Linked DNA regions of Pan troglodytes: region 2 is linked to region 1. The links are chromatin contacts, called in public Hi-C maps. All regions are on one chromosome and are shown on one strand. Each heading gives the region's core, a stretch centred on a gene start, on an enhancer-like site or on the middle of the called end of the contact. The rest is flanking DNA. Distances are from core to core; before and after follow the strand shown. Region 1 has its middle 83 kb from the start of KCNE4. Region 2 holds the start of SCG2 (secretogranin II).

Evidence for each region. A called contact is a pair of places that touch in the nucleus more often than the background predicts.
Region 2: a Hi-C map of stem cell-derived neural progenitor cells shows a contact between it and region 1, with 3 times the contacts expected there. The contact joins the promoter of SCG2 here to the enhancer-like site in region 1. A contact is called at or near these places in 2 of 7 Hi-C or Micro-C datasets (blood and stem cell-derived neural progenitor cells) and 1 of 1 datasets of contacts at active chromatin or transcription factors (stem cell-derived excitatory neurons).

Annotation. Positions count from the first base shown.
Region 1 is chr13:125,214,161-125,220,684 of NHGRI_mPanTro3-v2.0_pri, forward strand. No RefSeq gene overlaps it. Among named protein-coding and RNA genes, the nearest start is that of KCNE4, 83 kb to the right of the region's middle. Within about 2 kb of position 3,736, at least 6 of the 24 cell types and tissues checked have an H3K27ac peak or open chromatin away from gene starts, as enhancers often do. A contact at or near this core is called in stem cell-derived neural progenitor cells, where this site is marked.
Region 2 is chr13:125,844,245-125,850,768 of NHGRI_mPanTro3-v2.0_pri, forward strand. SCG2 (secretogranin II) reads right to left here and starts at 2,642. Exons shown (of 2, transcript XM_516120.5): 1 at 2,521-2,642.

The sequences.
Region 1 (6,524 bases), core at 2,486-4,985:
AGATAGTTTTCTGTTGATGGGACTGGCTTTTCAAAAAGGCACAACTAGATTATAATCCAGAATGGGGAGGAAATAATGCCTTATTTTTTGTTTTGTGGAGGCTAGCCCAGTATCTTTTATTTGATAGGTGCTCAATTAATGTCTATCAATTGAGTTTGCTTTAACATTTAAGCTCTACCATTTTTTTTTTGTTTCACATTTTTGTCTGCTCTCACAAATGTGATTTCTCTTAGAACAGACTCAAACATCTGGAGAGCCATTTGTATCTCCATTTTTATGGCCTTTTATATTTTCAGTCTTGACTATACACTTCTACAGGATTTGAAAGAAATGAGAAAATACAGTAAGCACCCTATGTGGAGAGATTCATATTCCATAACTTGTCTTCAAAGTTATAGTCCTCTTGACTCACTTTACTTGCATGTAAAAACATAACTTGGGCATTTTATTATCCCTTATTGCTTGCTTCTCATTTTGTTGCTGTTCAATAGGGAAAGTAGGTTGTTTCCTATTGTAATTTCCAGAGTTCTTTGAGTTAAGGGGTGATTTTTCCTCCCTTCCCCATGGCTGTGAACACGTGGATGTGCACACTTGCACGTGTCCCTCACCCCCGTGCATATCCCAGTATACTCTGGACATTTTTCTCTTCAAAAGAAAACCAAGTTTCTGATTTCAGGTCATCCAAATAGATACCATCAAGCAGAGCAGCGTGACATGGTTCTTAAGTCCCATAGGTCACGTTTTTGGTAAATAGCTGTGTCCTGTAACTGTCATTCCCGTCATGTCCAGCTTACTCACCAGTGAATGCATGACATTTTCTTGGCCTTGGAATGCTCCATCTCAATTAAAACTAGAGGAAAAAAAAGCCATTCTTCATACTGTAAATATGAGAAGAGTACCTCATGGAGACTTTTCTCATCAAACTGTAGAGGAAGAGCCTGCCCTGCTGGGGCCTCTTGGGAGACATACCTGGTTCAGGATGGAACCAGCTCAGGAGGACTGGAAGAGTCCTTTTAGTTTGTATTGTGTATTGAGAAAATTTATCGTAACATCTTTTCCTTTTGTACTGCCGTAGTCAATAAAACTATATAATTAATTAATTCACACCTATTCAACACATGTTTTGCACAGAGTAAAATTTAGCAAAATACGCAATACAATAAACATAGAATTAGACAACATAATAGAAGGGATATATATATATATATATTCCTTCTACAAATATAAATTGTAATATATATTTAAATTGTTATATATATATATATTTAGGGCTAAGAAAGACATGACTTTGAATAGTAACCCAGTACCATTTTCTTTCTTTCTATCTATCTATCTATCTATCTATCTATCTATCTATCTATCTATCATCTATTTATCATCTATTCTATCATTGTGATAAATATACATAACATAAAGTTTACCATTTTAACCTTTTTTTGAGTGTACAATTTAGTGGCAGTAAATACATTCTCAATGTTATGCAATCATTGCCACTATCCGTTTCAAGAACTTTGGCATCACCCCAAACTGAAACTCCACACCCGTTAAACACTAACTCACCATTCCTCCCTCCCCACAGCTCCTAGTAGCCTCTATTCTACTTCTCATCTCCATTAATTTGCCTATTCTAGGTACCTCAGTGGAATAATGCAATATTTGTCCTTTTGTGTTTGGCTTATTTCGTTTAGCATACACACTTTGAAGGTTTATCCATGTTGTAGCTTACATCAGAATTTCATTCCTTTTTAAGGCCTAAAAATAATACATTTTCTGGGTGCTGTGGCTCATACCTATATTCCCAATACTTTGGGAGGCCGAGGCAGGAGGATCACTTGAGCCCAAGAGTTTGAGATCAGCCTGGCAACATAGAGAGATCCCATCTCTACAAAAAAGTTTTGAAAGTTAGCCAGGCATAGTGGTGTGTTCCTGTGGTCCCAGTTATTTGGGAGGCTGAGGCAGGACGATCACTTGAGCCCGGGAAGTTGATGCTGCAGTAAGCCATGACTGTACCATTGCAGTCCCACCTGGGTGACAGAGCAAGACCCTGTCTCAAAAACAAAACAAAACAAAACAAAACAAAACATTGTATGTTTATCCCACATTTTGTATATTCATTCATCTTTCCATTGGTATTTGGGTTATTTCTACCTCTGGGTTATTGTGAATATGATGTTATGAACATTAGTGTACTAATATCTGTTGGAGTTTGTGCTTTCACTCTTAAGTATGTATTCAGAAGTGAAATTACTGGATCGTATGGTAGTTTTATGTTTAACTTTTTGAGGAAACACCCAACTGTTTTTCACAGCATCAGCACACCATTTTACAGATCAGGAAAATGAGGTTCAGAGAGGTTAAACTACTAGCTCAGGACCACATAGCTGGCCTCTAATGAGGGTTATTAAATTTAGGTTTGTAAACAGCCTTCCATTTAGAGCTGGGATTCCCCTGTTCTATCTTATTTAATGAGCCATTCAAATCAAGGTAGCTTTCTGTTGATGAGACTGACTTTTCAAAATGGCACAACTAGATTATAATCCAGAATGGGGAGGAAATAATGCTTTATTTTTTGTTTTGTGGCTGGATAGTGTGTTCCATAAATGGGCTTTCAATAAATCTTTATTCTCTTCCCTTCCCCTCCTGATGCTAATTCATACATACTGGTCTAAAGTTTAAATTTACTTATGAGTCCACACTCTTTCTTCAATTTTCTTAACATATTACAAAAGCAAACAATCTCTTTGATCTTGGCTAAAATGATTCTAGAACTTTCTCACACCTCAGAAGTGCATGCTTCTTTCAAACAAATCATGTGCTGGTTACAAATCATGGCTCTTTTTCCACTGTCTTTCCTCAGGCAAGCTTGGATGACTGTAGTTAATATAGTTCGAGGGTCTTGAGGTAGTGGAATTGCTGTACAAACCCTTGGAGTGTAGAATTTTCACAATGAGGATGGATCTGGCCCTTTTCCCCTCTTCAATCCCAAACACACAGGATGGAATCAGTGAGTTGACACTATGCATGGGTAGGCCGAGTAGGAGGGAAATTGTAAGGTGTGTGCAGTGGAATTTGGAGGGTCAGGTGGCCTTTCTTGTCCCAGACCTGCCTTCCCCACTAGGTGACTAGCGGCCTTTGTCTGCCCTCATTCTCCACCTCCTGCCTGTAGGTTGGCTGTTGGTCATTCGGGTCGGTATGACTGGACATTAGTGCTCCTCTCCCAGGAGTGTTTACATCTAAAACCTGAGTTCTGACAGTGGAATAAAAGGCATATTACAGAGGGCCCACCGGACTAGGGGGTGGTGTGCTGGCCTCACATGGTGCTGCTGAAATCATGCCTCCTAGGACAGCCCCTTTAGATACTGAAGACTCATCTTACCTGCTCAGTTTCCTGATTCAGAGAGTGAGCTAGATGCTGCTGCTAAGGGAAAGACACTCTGGGAGAAGCCAAACCGCAAGGAGCCTTCAGTTCTCTCCTTACTGGGCCAGGAGGAGGAATTTTTTTTTTTTTTTTAACTGAAAAAGGGAATTACCAGCTTAAAACACAACCAAGAAGCCTTTAGCATTGAGGACTGGTGAGGAGAGGAGGTATTCATTTTGGTGTGGGGAGGAGACATCAGTAAGCGTTTCTTTCTCGTGTACACACACACACACACACACGCACACACACACACACGCTGGGACGTAAAAGACGTGTTTCAGTATGTGTCATTCCCAAGCTGTCCACAAGATGGTGCAGAAACCCTGCTCACAGTCTGTCCTCCAAGGGCACCACCTCTGGAGTGATTTGCAGCCTCTGCCAGGCTGCTGGTAAATTGAGGTTTGGAGAGCAGCATGAAGCTTTCACCGCGGTGAAGATACCTTTGACATTTTTGGGATTCTGATTGTAAATTCAATTAAAAATCGATTGGGTTCCAGTAAACAAAATGAAATGACAAATGTGTACAAAAGCTCCTCGTGCAGGGCTTAGCCTGGAAGAGAGATGGAGGTCATATAGGAAGGCGTGGAAGGAGACCTGGGTAAGCTGCTGTGGGTGATACGACACCTCCTGTTCCTGGGGAATCTCGAAGTCTGCGGGGGGTTCAGCTGTGCATCGCTGGGCATTTACCGTGGATGGCACTCGTCTGCATGCTGTGGAGACAGTCATACGGAAGAGTCCCGGTCTTTAGAGAGCTTGAATCTGTCAAAAACTCATACCAGAAAAATAACGAGTGTGCCAGATGGTGGTCAGCACTACGGGAAAGATATTACAGCCGACCACTGGAGGTGCAGGGTTTCACTTTTAAATAGCGTGGCATCGGAGACCTCTCGGAGCCAGTGACATTTCAATAAGACCTGACGGATTGATGGTGTGAGCCACGGGGGTTTTAGGGGAAGACCATTCTAGGCAGTGGGCACAGCAAAGGCAATGGTCCTGGGGTCGGGAGGTGCCTGGAGGAGGCAGGGAGGACCCAGGAGGCTGATGTGGCTGCTGGGGCAGGTGAAGGGGCAGGGCAGGATATGAGTCAGAGAGATTCTAATGGGGGAAAAGCCGGAGATTTCGAAGCTGAGTGATCACACGAGACCTTGCAGCATAGTATAAGGACTTTCGACTTTACTTTGGAAATTGCTGGAAGCCATTGAACGTTCTGAATAGAGGCGTGGCATGATCTGCCTTGCATTTTGTAAGGATCACTCCGGCTCTTGCATTGAGAAGGTCCTACAGGCAGGAGCCGAAAGACCAGTTAGGAGACAGCTGCCCTGTCTGGGTGAGAGATGGTGGTGACCAGGCCCAAAGGGAATGACAGTGGAAGTGAAGAGAAGTGGTCAGATTTAGGATATCTTTGGAGCCAATAGAGTTGATGGTAGATTGAATGAAAATTTGAGAGGCAGAGAGGGGTCACGGATGACTTTGAGGTTATTTCCCTGAGCAATTGGGCAGATGGAATGGCAATTAACTGAGATAATTTGGAAGGGCAGGTTTTTGGGGGAAAGATCAGGAACTCAGTTTGGGATATGCTGAGTGCGGGATGCCTTTCAGATGTCCAAATGGAGATGTTTAGATCTATGAACCTAGAATTCAGGGGCAGGGTCCAGTCAGATATAAATCTGGGAGTAGCAGGTCTGAAGATGATATTTAAAGGCATAGACTGGAGTGACAATGGGTAGACAAGAGATAAAGCCCAACACTAGTGTGCTCCAATGTTTAGAGTTTGGGGAGGTGTGGAGGAGCCAGCAGAGGTAACTGAAGAGGGTGGACCAGTGAGGTCGGAGAAAACTCAAGGCCGAAGAATGTGGTGTCCTGGAAGCCAAGTAGGTAAAAGGCTGAGGAGGAGGGAGAGGTCTACATGTCAGCACGGCCAATGTTTGGGGCTGGATAATCCTTTGCTGTCAAAGGCTGCCCTGTGCATTATAGGACGTTTAGCAGCATCTTTGTCTTCTTCCCACTGGATACCAGCAGCACTTCCCTCCCTACTAGGTCAACTAAAAGTGTCTCCAGACGCTGAGTGCCACAAATCCCCAAAGGACAAAATCTTTTCTGATTGAGAGCGCTGTTCTAACTCAAGAAGTGGAGAACTAAATTCTAGCACAGGAAGCTCTCTCTTCACCCAGGGCAGAGGAAGCTACTGGAGAGGCTGACATGTTTGAGTTGAACTTGGAAGGTTGGGTAGTGTATTGACAGAGAGTAGCTGGGGTTGAGTGCGGAAGGCAGCTCAGCCTGGGAAAGTTCCTGATGCCTGACAATGTCCCTGCACAGAGAACCAGCATCACTTTTTGAAGCCACGGAAATAGCGATATCACTTTTACCATCTCTTGCTTTAGGCACAGGCATGGTTTCCATGACCTCTGTCTTCCCAACAAAGGAAAGGAGATTAAATGAATTTTTTTTTCTAAAATATAATTTAGGGAGATTTAGGCATGACCATACATGTCACACTATTTAAAAAATGTTATTAAAAAAAGAAAAAAAACTGCACCCCTGCCCTCCTCAGCTCTCCCACCTCCTACCCCTGGCATCTTTCCAAATTATAAATGAGAAGCTTGTCTTTCCCTCAGGTTCCATATACGAGACCAAATTGTTTTTTTCCATCATTGGAATATAAATTATTGCTTTGTTTAAATTTGATTAAAAATCTCTCTCTTCCTTTCAACACACGCACAGTCACGTACACACACGCACACGCACACACACACACAGAACTGAAATACAACTTTGTTTTTTTAAAAATTTATTTTAAGCATCTACTCCATGCTCATTAGGAGTTTTACTGAGCACTTATTGGAGCAATTCTTTTTCTGGACATTTGGCCAATATGTCCAGGGGACGCACTCATGTTGCATATATAAGAATCTCAACAGAAAAAGTATTCAAGGTGAGAAGGGGTAAATTGGGTTTCACTTTGAGAGGGGGGGAGGTTTAGATATGATTCAAGGCCAGTTTAAGTGGAAAGTGTCAGGACTTTGGAAGAAAGGAAAGACTTTTGCAGCAGAGGAGAAGGGAAACTCCTGGGTAAATAGGAGGGACTGGCTATCAGCGTTATGTTATC
Region 2 (6,524 bases), core at 1,392-3,891, 630 kb after region 1:
GTTGTGTCAAAAAACATGTGGTTTATTTCCTGAAATGTCCATCTAATTTTGTTGCTGAAACACAGCTGCAGTTACATGACCATATATGACAAAGTAATACTGTTATATGTCAATCATACCGAATTACCTTCTGGGGAGTCCTATCCAGATATATTTTTCAGAAATAACTTGTTCTCAATCTGATACCAAATCCAATGATCCATAAATAACCTCCAGAACACGGGTCTTCTCAGATTCCAGCCAGTAGACTAAAGCAATGAAGTTTCTTTTTGTGTGAACGTGCTAAACCAATAAAGTGTTCTAAAATCTCTTTGCTTCATATTTCTTCTAATAATTTATATTATGACTGTTTGCAAAATGCAATTGTGGTTATACTTTTCATCAGCCTTCAAGAGTGTATAGTAAATAATAACAGATGCTATAGAGAGAACATAAGTTTTTTTAGCTAGTCTATTTCTGAACTTGTGAGTGTTCAGATTCAGTTTGTCTTCTGTCTGTGTCTATTTTGGTATGGACCTGTGAAATCTTAAATCACTCACACTGTTTAGAAAAATCTTAAAATAACCACTATGTAAATCCCAATTCAAATAAACACAGATGATGTGCTGAATTCTTCCTACTTAAAAATCTCCATTCATTTTTTTCTCCAATGCCTTAAAATCTTACATAGGAATTATGAAGAGGATTAGTTTTTATGTGTTTTACATTTAATATTGCTAACATTGAAAAAACTATTTTAATATTGGCTATTTTGTTGTAAACAAAATGAATGTAAGAGGAGTTTACAAGTTTGTTCATATCTTTACCAGATCATGGTTTTGTGATAGATAAGCTAAGTTATATGTATACAATTTTCTGTTAGCTTAGACATCAATTGTAGAAAATACCATTGTTCACAAGATCATATTGATGATTTTGTTTCCAGTTTTTTAGAGCCCGATAATGGCTTAGTTATGAAAACATTTTAGCATACGTATATACCTATTTAAATGATTCACGTTTACCAGAGTACTTAATTTATTGAAAGAAACATCTTGAAAGGCATTTGAGAGGATACTTCCAAAATATTTATTATAAATACATGTTTACTATAAGTAATTTTATTCATAAAATAATGAGGTTCAAATAAAAATACATTATGCACTCTTGTTTATATTATTTCAGGATTAATGTAGCTTTGGTAATCAACTTTCAACATTGGCATTTGAAATAATAATCTTAAAAACCTTATTGAACTTATTTTTTTTGAAGCCACAATACTGAAATAGTCTTAACATGTGGATTATATGCTCATCTTTAAAATCATTATCTTGGAACTGCACTTTGCTGTAAAGTTGAAGCAGAATACTCATTGCAGTTGTTTAAACCACAGCCTAACAAGTGCTACCCTTTGCTTAACTATTCAGCTTCAGTTTGAATGACATAGTTATTGCCTTTGAGTGAGACCCAAAGGATTCTTTTCCCAGGTAGCAGCTCTTTCAAGTAGTAAAGATGTTTCAACAGCTCTACTATTCTATATAGGGTTTGATTTAAAATTGAATTTTCTGAAATCCAAATAATTAGAACATTATTTTTCCCCTGATAGCTATCATTAAAATCTCTCAAGTTAAAATGTCTTTTCTGTTGAATTCAGACTAGAGCATTGACACATGCAGGTGACTATATGTAATTTAAGCAATTCAACTAGTTGGGATACAGAAAAAATGAAATACTTGTCCCAGACAAAATCTTTAGCAACATATTGAACATCCTCTTTAAATCAAATTATAGTAATAACAATAACAATTTACAAAGTTATGAGTATTTTCATCATGTATTCAAAATGATCATTTCTCTGTAATTCATGGTCACAGCCAAATTATAACCCAAGATAATATTTTGCCCTGGAAAAACGAAGAATCCAGTGTTCAGGAAAATCCTAAGTTAACATCTTAGAACAAAAATTAGGAGATAATAATGTAAGCTCTTTCAAATATACAAGTTCAGAAAAGAATGTTATGTGGTTAGTTAATTCAGAGCTCTTGTAAGATAAATATCAAAGAAAAAAAACCTAGTTCCAAAATGGGTTGCCTTTATGACTAACATGCTTGACAGCCTTTGCATCATTGGAAACCTACTGTTAAGAATATTAAACATATAAATTATACCCCTGGCTTCGTATCTGGCTCTTAGTGGCAGAAATAATAAATTTTGGAAAGAAACAAGATATTGGGCTTGGTTAACTTTACATTAATCTGTGTGTTGACACTAAAATCCTTAACTTTTTCACTCTTTTTTATATGATTATCTAAGTAACATTCTGGTTAGTAAATATCCAACATCAAGTAGTATAAAGCATAGACCCGATCATGTATATACACATATGTAGTGTCCTTACATTGGCTGATGAGCAGCAGGTTGCTATTCAGTTATCCTATCGACATAAGCTTGCCAAACAGTCTTTTTCTTCTCAGCTAGGAATTAAAAGAAGAGCATGCAATTTGGAACTTTCCAATAAATCAAAGAGAAAAGCAGCCTTACCTCTTTTTGTTTATATGGCAGAGGAGCTCCACAGCATATTCCTCCCCGTTCTCCGGGCGAGCTTCTCGGGCCGTTTCAGCACACGGACAGCTCCTCTGCTTATAGGGAGCCGCTGCGCCTGACTCCGCACTGCCACACTGACGTCACCGGGTTCAGCCACAAACCCCAGCACAAGCGAGGTTTTTCAAAGAACCAAGAGAAAATAATCACTTTATATTTTAAAAAAAAAAAAAAAAAGAAAGAAAGAAAAGAAAAGAAAAAAAAGTTGCATGCTTACGCCACCTGTCTTTTTGTGGCAAAAATTGCAGTTTTCCTTTTTCTTTTATCAAAATCTTTGAGACGGAATAAACTGCTCTGCACGATTTCTCTTACAAAGAAAGAAATGTGTGTCAGACAGACGTGGCTAATTGCAAGACAATCTCATCTATGTTCTAGCAACTTGTTATAATAGTTTCTTGGTGTCACTGTTGTAATTGTTGTCGTCATTGTTGTAAGAAAGTTTTACAGACAAGGATTATTTTTTCATCTTTGCCCACAAAGAAATTACATTACCATTTCCTGTTATAACCAAGATGAATGGAGGACACATTATAAATATGAAAGGCCATATTTCTTATCATGACCACAGCCATCATTCTTTTAAAATCATATTTATTTGAATAAAACAGAGAGTTATCTCTCTTTTATATGAGAGCCAACTTTAATAGCTTATATAGTTTTTTAAATGGGTATTTATAAGACTTCAAGCTTAGTAGTTAATAATTCTTTATATCTCTGTTACTGTCTTTCACAATATCTGATCTCAGAAAGGGAAGCTCAGAAGTTGAGTGCTGATGAAAATACTTTCATCTACTTAAAAAAAAAAAGTCTTTTCACTGTTTGGGAAAAATGTGACACATACGTAACTAGAATTCATTTGCAATCGAAAGGAAGTTGTACTATAAATATTTCCCTTCTCCTGTTGAATCAGATGAGTTGAATACCTTCCATGAATGTGAACAATCCAGGGAACAATACAGCAATTAACTTTCAACCTCTCAGATTTATAATTCATAATCATTCCTCTGCCTTACCAGATAACCTGATTATATATTTCAATAATTTATATGGATATAAATTTTAAACTTTATTTTATTAAAGATATGAGTTTCTAAAAACTGTATATGTTGACATATACTTTAAGAATGCAACAGAATCTTGCCATATAAGAGATCCCATGTGTTTCTGCTAAATGAACAATCAGCCACTGACTCAATAAATTGTAATACCTACTAGGTGCCAGATACATTGCTAAATGCACAATTGTTAACTAATACAAAAATAAGTGATTTTTTTGCCTTTGATGAGCCTTTCAGCTAATGGGGATGACATGCAAATAAACACATAATTTTCATATAAATTGGAAAGCATCAATAGAGAGGTTAGCTAGCAGTGTTTGGGACCATTTGGATAGCCAATGGGTTCAACCTAGAAATTCAGGGGGAAACAATGTCCTGGAATAAAAGGCCTATGCTGAGATTTCTCACTATCAGGTTTTCTTACAAGGATTTCTGACTATGTTAGTACTTTTGAATTCCTCGAAAAAATAGGAAATGGCTTAAAGTCTTACAGAAAAAATCTTGGAAAAATGTGCCTCTTAATTCTCCCTATTTGGTTTTCCTAAACGACTAGGAGATCATCATTTGTGGATTGATATGAATTCATATACACTCAGACTGGGGTTATATGGCCAATTCATCCAACAAATTTTGCCTCATAGTGGTTTTTTAGGGCATGATCAAATGCTGGGTTGAAGAGACCTAAATATGACCCATTTCTCAAGCATCATCTCAATGACACCAGCTCATTCACTGACATCCTTAGCTAAGATTGCCTTAAATCTTGACAAAGCCCTGGCTAGCTGCTCCAAGTTTGACCTAATTTTCTGTCCAGCAGTTCTGTGTGACCAGTTCAACTAACCAGTATCAACGCAGCTTTAGAAAACTCTGCAATTATTCTTAAAATGTTGAGTTTGTTCAGCATAGGTCTCAAAAGCCCTCCAGAAAGTCATCCTGGCTAGGCTAATTCATTTATGTGGAACTAAACTTTTTGGCAAGAGCCAGAAGCTACGGTTCTTCTAAAGCCCCAGAGTCAACATCTTGCCTGGAAATATCTTCAACCATCCAAAAGACATGCAAAACCTCATTCAAAATCTCCAAGTAGATGTGAGATGCCAGGAGGCTGTTGCTGGGATGGATTGGCTCCACTAGGCTCAAGATGTGGGTAGAACAATAAGCCATTGTGGGCTATTGAATTTCTGCCTATCTTATGAGACTATGATAAATACCTCTCACTTACTGAGTTCTGTTATGATCCAAGCACTGTACTTGGAACCTAATTTAATCCTCCTGACAACCATAACAAGTAGGTATTTTTATCTCCATTTTACAGATGAAGAAACTAAAGCTCAGAAATAAGTAAGTTGCCCACTATTTTCTGACTTATAATTGGTAGAGCGAGAATTTGAATTTAAGTCCATTCTATGATATTTCTACAATAAAAACTATGATTCAGACACTGCTAGAGATGGAAATACAGAAATAAATATGGGATGGATTTAATCATTAAAGACCCAAGTCCAGAATTTAGTTTCTTTGACAAAAACCCCCAGTTGTCCAGTTGCTTTTCCTGGTCTAAGAAAAGCAAAGGCATAGGCCGGGACTTCTATTTGGGGCAGCACCAATGGAAAGCAAGAATAAACATTAGATCACAGCCCTTGATGCTATGGGGCATACATCTTCCAAATAAGAGAGCAGTTGCTGAATTAGGAAAATTCTATTCACCAGCCTGTTTTTTCAAAATCAAACTCCCCAAACATATTTTTTAACTTTCAAGTTCAGGGGTACATGTGCAGGTTTGTTACATAGGTAAACTTCTGTCATGGGAGTTTGTTGTACAGATTATTTCATCACCCAGGTATTAAGCCTACTACCCATTAGTTATTTTTCCTGATCCTCTCCCTCCTCCCACCATCCACACTCTGATAGGCTGTGTCATTCCCCTCTTTGTGTTCATGTATTCTCATCATTTAGCTCCCACTTACAAGTGAGAACATATGGTATTTGGTTTTCTGTTCCTGCATTAGTTTGCTAAAGATAATGGCCTCCACCTCTATCCATGTCCCTGCAAAGGACATGATCTCATTCTTTTTATGGCTGCGTAGTATTCTATGATATATATGTGCCACATTTTCTTTATCCAGTCTGTAATTGATGGGCATTTAGGTTGATTCCACACCTTTGCTATTGTGAATAGTGCTGCAATGAACATACACATGCATGTGTCTTTATAATAGAACAATTTGTATTCCTTTGGGTATATAACCAATAATGGAATTGCTGGGTTGAATGGTAGTTTACATCTTTGAGGAATCGCCACACTGTCTTCCACAATGGCTGAACTAATTTACACTCCCACCAACAGTGTATAAGCATTCCTTTTTCTCCATAACATTGCCAACATCAATTTTTTTTGTTTTTATAGATTTTTCTATGTGTTATATTTAACATATTTCTAAAAGTCATTAATTTTTTGCCAGTAGTTATTTGTTCTAAAGGGAGCTATTTCTCAAATAGAAATGTATTTGGAGAAGAATTTAAAATGATATATATATACACACACATATATGTACACACACATATATATATATCAATAGTTTGTTGATGTAAAATATTTTAGAGCATGTATAAAACATTAAAATAACCTATAAATCTTTGTATCACTGAACCTGTTTCAAGGAATGATTTAAACATGCCTTACAAAATTTTAATTTTCTTGTTAGGTCTAAATTGCCAACTATCATCACCACCAAGAAACGAATCTCTATATTGTGAAGGTTTTCAAAATAATTATGTACTATGTATGATAATGGATTTTTAGAAAATTAGCTTGCATCCTCACCAGGGTGCTGTTAATTTCAAGTTAATCATTCACAATTTAACGCTAAGTAATTAGAACAGATGAGT